2 separate regions of the Cricetulus griseus genome follow, and region 2 is linked to region 1. A link is a contact called in public Hi-C data. All regions are on one chromosome and are shown on one strand. Each heading gives the region's core, a stretch centred on a gene start, on an enhancer-like site or on the middle of the called end of the contact. The rest is flanking DNA. Distances are from core to core; before and after follow the strand shown. Region 1 holds the start of Fzd5 (frizzled-5). Region 2 overlaps Plekhm3 (pleckstrin homology domain-containing family M member 3).

The links. Hi-C and Micro-C count contacts between places; a contact is called where the count stands out from the background.
Region 2: a Hi-C map of liver shows a contact between it and region 1, with 2.2 times the contacts expected there. The contact joins the enhancer-like site here to the promoter of Fzd5 in region 1. A contact is called at or near these places in 3 of 8 Hi-C or Micro-C datasets (the CHK-Q cell line, fibroblasts and liver).

The regions. Positions count from the first base shown.
Region 1 is chr2:418,754,031-418,757,230 of CriGri-PICRH-1.0, forward strand. It overlaps Fzd5 (frizzled-5), which reads right to left and starts at 1,472. Exons shown (of 2, transcript XM_027397103.2): 1 at 861-1,472; 2 at 1-578. The coding sequence starts at 334.
Region 2 is chr2:418,932,308-418,935,587 of CriGri-PICRH-1.0, forward strand. The region is part of intron 2 of Plekhm3 (pleckstrin homology domain-containing family M member 3); the gene reads right to left. Among named protein-coding and RNA genes, the nearest start is that of Plekhm3, 32 kb to the right of the region's middle. Within about 2 kb of position 1,399, at least 1 of the 6 cell types and tissues checked has open chromatin away from gene starts, as enhancers often do.

The sequences.
Region 1 (3,200 bases), core at 222-2,721:
CGCGCTCGCACACGGAGCGGCAGGGTGGCAGCGGCTTGTGGTAGTCCGGCAAGCAGATGGGTGTGTACATGGAGCACAGGAAGAAGCGCAGGTCCGGTGAGCAGTGGATCTCCACCAGCGGCCAGAATTGGTGCACCTCCAGGCCTGCCTCGTCCTGCGTGTCGTGGTTAAACTGGTTGGGCATGTGCGTCAGGTTGTAGCCGATGCCTCGGCACATGGGCACCGTGATTTCCTGGCACACCGGGGCCTTGGAGGCGGCCGCTGCCCGGCCCACCAGCTGCGCTAGTAGCAGCAGCAGCAGTGAGGGCGGAGCGGACGGGTCGGGTCGAGCCATCGCCCCCTTCTTCCCCTTGCCCGCAAGGGTCGGCGCTGACCGACGAATCCGCTGCCCCGGCTTCTCCCTCTCCGGAATCTTGAGTGTGACGCTCGGGCTGGCAACCTGTTGGTTTCTTTTTCTCTTAAAGAAATCCGTCCAAAGATAAACTGCCTCGGGAAGGCGCTGCCTCCGCCGGCAGCGCTCCACGCCAGATAGGGCTAGCTAGAGAGACGATTAGGGCTCCGATTCCAAGGACACAACTCTTAAAAGAGAAGGCAGGGGAGAAGAAAAATCGCAACCACTCCTCTTAGAGGAGCGCCAACCACTCGGTCTCCGTACACGGTCTCCAATCTCTAGATTAACTCCTTTCCTCCCTTCCACCTCCTGGAATCAAACTTCAGACTCCCCGCACCCCACTCCCCGCTCCCGCCTTGCTTTCCTGGCCCGGCCCTGCAGGCTGTGCCTGGGGCCAGAGAGCTCAGTCCCCGAGAAAGGGGCAGAGGAACCGGGAGAACTGGGATTAGGGGAAGACGCGGGCTCTCACCTCTGAGGGTCCTGCTGGGAGGCAGATGTCTGCAACCAGCCGGGCTCCTCCGTCCCGAGACTCCGAATCCGGCCAGAGCTGGAAAAGTTTAACGACAAGCTAGGTACCTGTGGCGGCGACACATGGCAGCAGGTGGGGGGCGGGCGTTTCAGAGAGCAGGGTGCCCCTCGACCACGGTCGGCGTGGGCCGGTCAGTTGCCTTCTCTTCCTTCGGGGCCCCCTGCATGATTCGAGCAGAGCAGGGCAGCGACACGCCGTGCCTTCCACCGGTGTCCCGGAGCCCAGACGAAGGGCAAGGACGCCGGGCAGCACTTGGGCTGGAAGGCGGAGGGATGCGGCGGCTGGAGGGGACCCGGCCACCTCACAGCACAGCGAGCAGCCGGCACTGGCCGGGCCGGGACTGCATGGTCCGCGCCCGCCGCCGCGTCCCGCCAGCCGCTCGCCGCCTCCCCTGCAGGGGGCTCCGCGCTCCAGCAGACTCCGGGGGGCGGTGGCAGAGCTCTCAGGACGCGCCCCGCTCGGCTCCTCCCCCGCGCTCTCGCACTCTTTCGCCCACCTCCAGCGAGCTCCGAGCCACAGTGCGCGAAGGCAGCGGAGAAGCCACGGCCGCAGGCTGACTGCCCTCTCCCGCCCCGCCCGGGTCACCTGCCTCTAATGCCCGCCGGGAGGCCCCGCCCCGGGCCCGCCCCCTCCCGCCCTGCCTCGAGCTGGGCCGCCCCACCGCGCGCTCCGTGCGTCCCCGCCCACCGCCCGGCCGCCCGGGCCTCTCCCCCAGCGCCCCGAGGCCCCGCCCGGAGCGGGCAGCGGAAGAGCGTCGGCCAATAGTGGGTCAGGATAGTGATGAGGGCGTGGTCAATGCTAATAAAGCCGCCTAGAGACTACCCGGGCGGGAAACCTGCGCCTAAGTCCTTCTGGAGCTCTCTGCGGCTACCCGCCAGTGTTGGGCTCACTTTGCTGGAAGATTCTGGTTTGTGAACGTCTGCTTCCAGGGCCTCCATCAGGCCACCTCTCTCCAGCTAAGCGTCTTTTTCGAGGTCCGGCGCTTTTAAACAAGCGGGACTGAGAGGTCAATTTCAGCTGTGCCACCTGTCCCCCTTCTGATTGTGCTGGATCACAAACGCGCCAGTACTTAAGGAGCGACCGCGTGTTTGTTAATCGTTTACACCTTGGTACGCGGTCTGGATTCCGTGGGATTCTAAGGCCGGAACGCCTCAGAACTTGACATACACAGCCGAGCTAGCAAGACGGCAGACTTTGAAAAACTTGTGCTCCTCCCAGTGCCAGCTCCTGGTACTCAGTAGGCGTTCCGATGGCTAACCTGCAATCTGAAACCAGAAGTTGGATGTTCACAATCTTAACCACCATCACCCCTCCCCTGGAAATATCGGTATTGCCCAGGCTTTGCGCTTTTGTATATGCAAAAAAAAAAAATCTTACTTTTGTGCAAGAGAGTGGATTTCTTCCCGTTTTGGAAGTCACTGAAAATGTTAGTCCTTAGCAGTCGAGGTTTATAATCCCTGGCAGGTACTAAATCACCCGCCGAGACATACCCTGGGACAGGGTATGGCCCGGGGTGCTGGGTCACCCGGGGCTGGCTGCTGCGCACTCTGGCAAGGTTGGGACCTCCCTGAGAAGGGGGGCAGCTGGGACCGCGGGAAGACCTGCGGCGCGCAGTCAACTCCGGGACACACAGGGGCGCTCTCCTGATGGGCTAGTATACTGCAAGTTTTAAAGTGTCCCACAAATGCCGCTGTTCGACGCGTTCTAATTAGGTTGGGAGACTGAGGTGTTTAGCATACTTGAAATTCACTCACACGCTTATGAAGAGGCTTTAAATTGTATACTGCTCCTTCATCCCTTTCTTCAGTTGGGGAAAAAAAATTAAAATAGGGAGAAGGTCCAGGGATACTTGAAAGACTTGGGACTGGCCTCAGGGGCTGAGATCTGTTGGGTCTTATTGTCATTTTCCGTGCCATTTGTACAGGCGGAAAGCCCGCCTTCTGTTTATCAACAGACGTTAATGAAACTGAGTATTTTAATTTCAGTCACAGAGTTTAAAAAAGAATAAACTATCTCCTCACGGACACCACGGCTATTAATAAATGTTTAAAATGTGAGTTGCTCCGCTCCACAGAATTCTATAGGTGCTCATATTTAATCCCTTTTCTTCTTAGTTACTGCTTGGCACTCAAGGTCTACAAACATCCTAGGCTTGGAATTAGTGGAGGGTGAAAACTATGCCACAGGCATCAGAAAAGGGAACCCTGAGTGGAAAGTATGGACAGCGTGCCAGCATGCCAAGGGGGGCCCCTGCCCTTTTGTGTTGTGTGTGTTGCTGGG
Region 2 (3,280 bases), core at 149-2,648, 180 kb after region 1:
GCGTTAATTTCTCACAACCCACACTAATCCCTTTGTAGAAAGAGATAATGGATGCCTACTCTCTGGGCATCTCTCTCTCCTGACAATCAGGAGGGAGGCAGGGCTGTCAGAGGACTGCTGCCACCTCTCCCTCCTCATCTCCATCAGGCTGCATTCTGCATAATCAGACTTAGGATATGCACCCACTCTTATTCCTCCTGTGACCTGGCAGCGCAGCTCTGAGTCCTTGAGTAAAACAAACCACCTCTCTTGCTTTTAGACAGAGACTGCCACCTCCTCTCCTTACTTGCCTGAGAGCTTTTTACTGTACCTACTGGGAATGAATTCTCAGTTTGACTATAACTGTGCTCGGCCCAGAAGCACACCGAACCATGCTCTCACTCCTGTATGAGGTATGGAGACAACAGGTTAGGTAGAAGGGACAAGAGGAAATCTCCAGGGTACGAAAGCTAACATGTGCTCCAACACTGTTTCCCACCCAATAAGACCTATCTTTGTTCTCCTCCAGGGTTCAGCTGGGGTGGGAAGGCCCCAGAGTGTAAGGCCAGCCTGGCTACAGTGAAAAGCCCTTACTCCAAACAAACAAAGCCATGAGGACAGGAGAGAAGCCAGGAAGCTTCTTGGGGCACCTAGTCCTTTCCTAGATTTTGTACTTCTAGGATTAACATCTTTAATTATAGGAGTCTGGGGAGTTACCTTGTCTCTCTAATTTCTGGCAACTGTTATCTTCTATTGGATCTGAAGTATGTTTTTAAATATTTTTTTTTTACTACTGACAAATAGACACACACAAAGATAGATAGATAGATAGATAGATAGATAGATAGATAGGTAGATAGATAGATAGATAGCCTCAGTTGGAGTTTCCTCCAGATCTTATTATTTTAACTCATTTAATTTACATATACATTTTTTGTTTGTTTTGTTTTTCAAGATGCGTTTCTCCATGTAGCTTTGGAGCCTATCCTGGCACTCACTCCGTAGACCAGACTGGCCTCGAACTCAGAGAGATCTGCCTGTGTCTGTCTCCTGAGTGCTGGGATTAAAGGTGTGCACCGCCCGGTTTACATATACATTTTAAAGTACTCAATTTCACAAGAGAATTTCAATCTTAATGACTGTAAGTGATTCAGACAGGATCACTAATAAGATTTACACCATTTCTAGAGAAAAAAAAAAAAAAGCGGAAACATGCTCTAAATAAATCACCATAACATGTAACTTTTACAATGAAACTATCACCAGAAATTCTTCATAACGAAACTAAGAAGCTAGCAAGCCCACCAGCCATCTCACCTCCACTGCCTGCTTCCCAGCACCCTGCACTTCCGTTCCTTCTGAGTGAAGGTCCCTTTTCTCTGCCCCGTCATCCCCAGAGCCCTAGGATTGCTACTGACTAAAGGGGAAGGGAGAATGTTCCCAGCAGGGCACCTGATTCACTTCTGCTCGCCCTGCCCGCCGGGGTTCCTCTTTTGTTATTATTTCCTCATCAGTTCCCCAAAGTTTCTTTCGCATGGTCTCCACCTTCATCAGGATCCAGTCTGCCTCCTTCCTGGCTATCCCATAGTATCCCAAGCTGATCTTCCTGGGTCTCTCTTTCCATAGTACTTACTTGTCAGGCCAAAACCCTTCACATATCCTAGAACACCATACTTACTTAGTCCAAGCTCCCAAGCTTGCCCTTCAATATACCCCATTTTGGAAAATTTCAAACACCCTGGAAGACAGAGGAAATAACCACTATTCAGTTTCAAAACCCATTGGTATGGGTTGAAGGCTCAATAGGTAAAGTGCAAATGAGGACCCGAGTTTGGATCCCAAGCACTCAAGTAAACAGCCAGGTAGGGCTGCAAATCCGTAACCCCTGTACTTAGGGGCTAAGGACTTGCTAGCCAATTTAGCCAAAACTGTGAGCACGTGATGTTGTTCATCTCTGATCTACACACACACACACACACACACACACACACACACACACACACACCCATCAAGTTTCTACTATGTTTTGTCACCTGTACCTCTCTTCAACTCTTCATTTTTATTTCATTTTTTCTTCCTAGAATGTTTGAAAGTAAATTATAAGTATCATATCATTTCAACTATAAATGCTTCAGGATGTATCTCTAACCTAAAAAATCAGAAGTTTTAAATTTTATTATATTATTTTCAGCCCCACATTAATAATCCATATTCTGTGGGGTACTGTCTGGCCTTTGATACTTGTCTTTAACATCTCTCACCCTTCCTATACTCTATCCACAATCCTCCCTATGTCTCTTATATAAGCCGTGTACATTCTAGCCTATAGGCCTCTGAAGTTGCAATATTTTCTGGAATTTGTCCCTCTAGCTCCAATGCTTTATGTACTTACCTATCTACCCCATTTTCACTTCCCCAGTGAGACCTGTACCTTACCACGCAAATTCAAGGGACATTCTCAGTCCTCCTCCACCACACCACTTTGCTGGATTTTCTGCAAAGAGCTCTCTCCTCCAAGGGCAGGAGTCTTTATCTCTTTCTCCTGTACACCGGTGGCTGTCTCACCTAATATCTGGACAATGTATCAACAGGTGACTTGGCTAGAATCTCCTGTGTTTATAGCCCACAGTAGAGGAAATAAAATGAGTCTCAAAGTGTCCACACTATGAAGCCCGAAGTACTGAAAGCTTTTCAATGAGTACAGCTAATGGGGTCAGAACCTCAGAAGAGATCTGCATCTGAGAAGTTCTGGTAAGTCTTGGCGAGGAGGTAGTGTTGGCAACAGATACTGAAGAGAACAGAATTGGTTACTGAGAGAAGACAGAAGGCAGGGCATGACATTCCAAATGGTGGGCCCTTCTTTCCTTACTGGCTTATACTCCATCTATCCTCATTGCCAGTCACTCATTTAAGTCATCACCCATCACCTCACTTGATAAAGACTAGCAGAGCGGCCTAACTGGTTCTCTCTCTCTCTCTCTCTCTCTCTCTCTCTCTCTCTCTCTCTCTCTCTTTCTCTCTCCCTCCCCCTTCTCTCCCTCCCCAGAGTCTAGCTATGAAGTCCAGGCTAACCTCAAACTCCACTCCTTCCTGTCATAGCCTCCTGATATGTTGGGTACAATTGGATTGTCTAGTTATTTTTAACCACCAATTAATTCACTATACATTCCACTGAAGCCTGAGGAGACCTAGGAAACTGCATCCTTTTTTCTCACCAAACCTTTAAACCAACTGAGATGCTGACAAGGTCGTCAGACACACACAGACAAAATGATCAGCTGGTTGGAGAATGCAACTTACA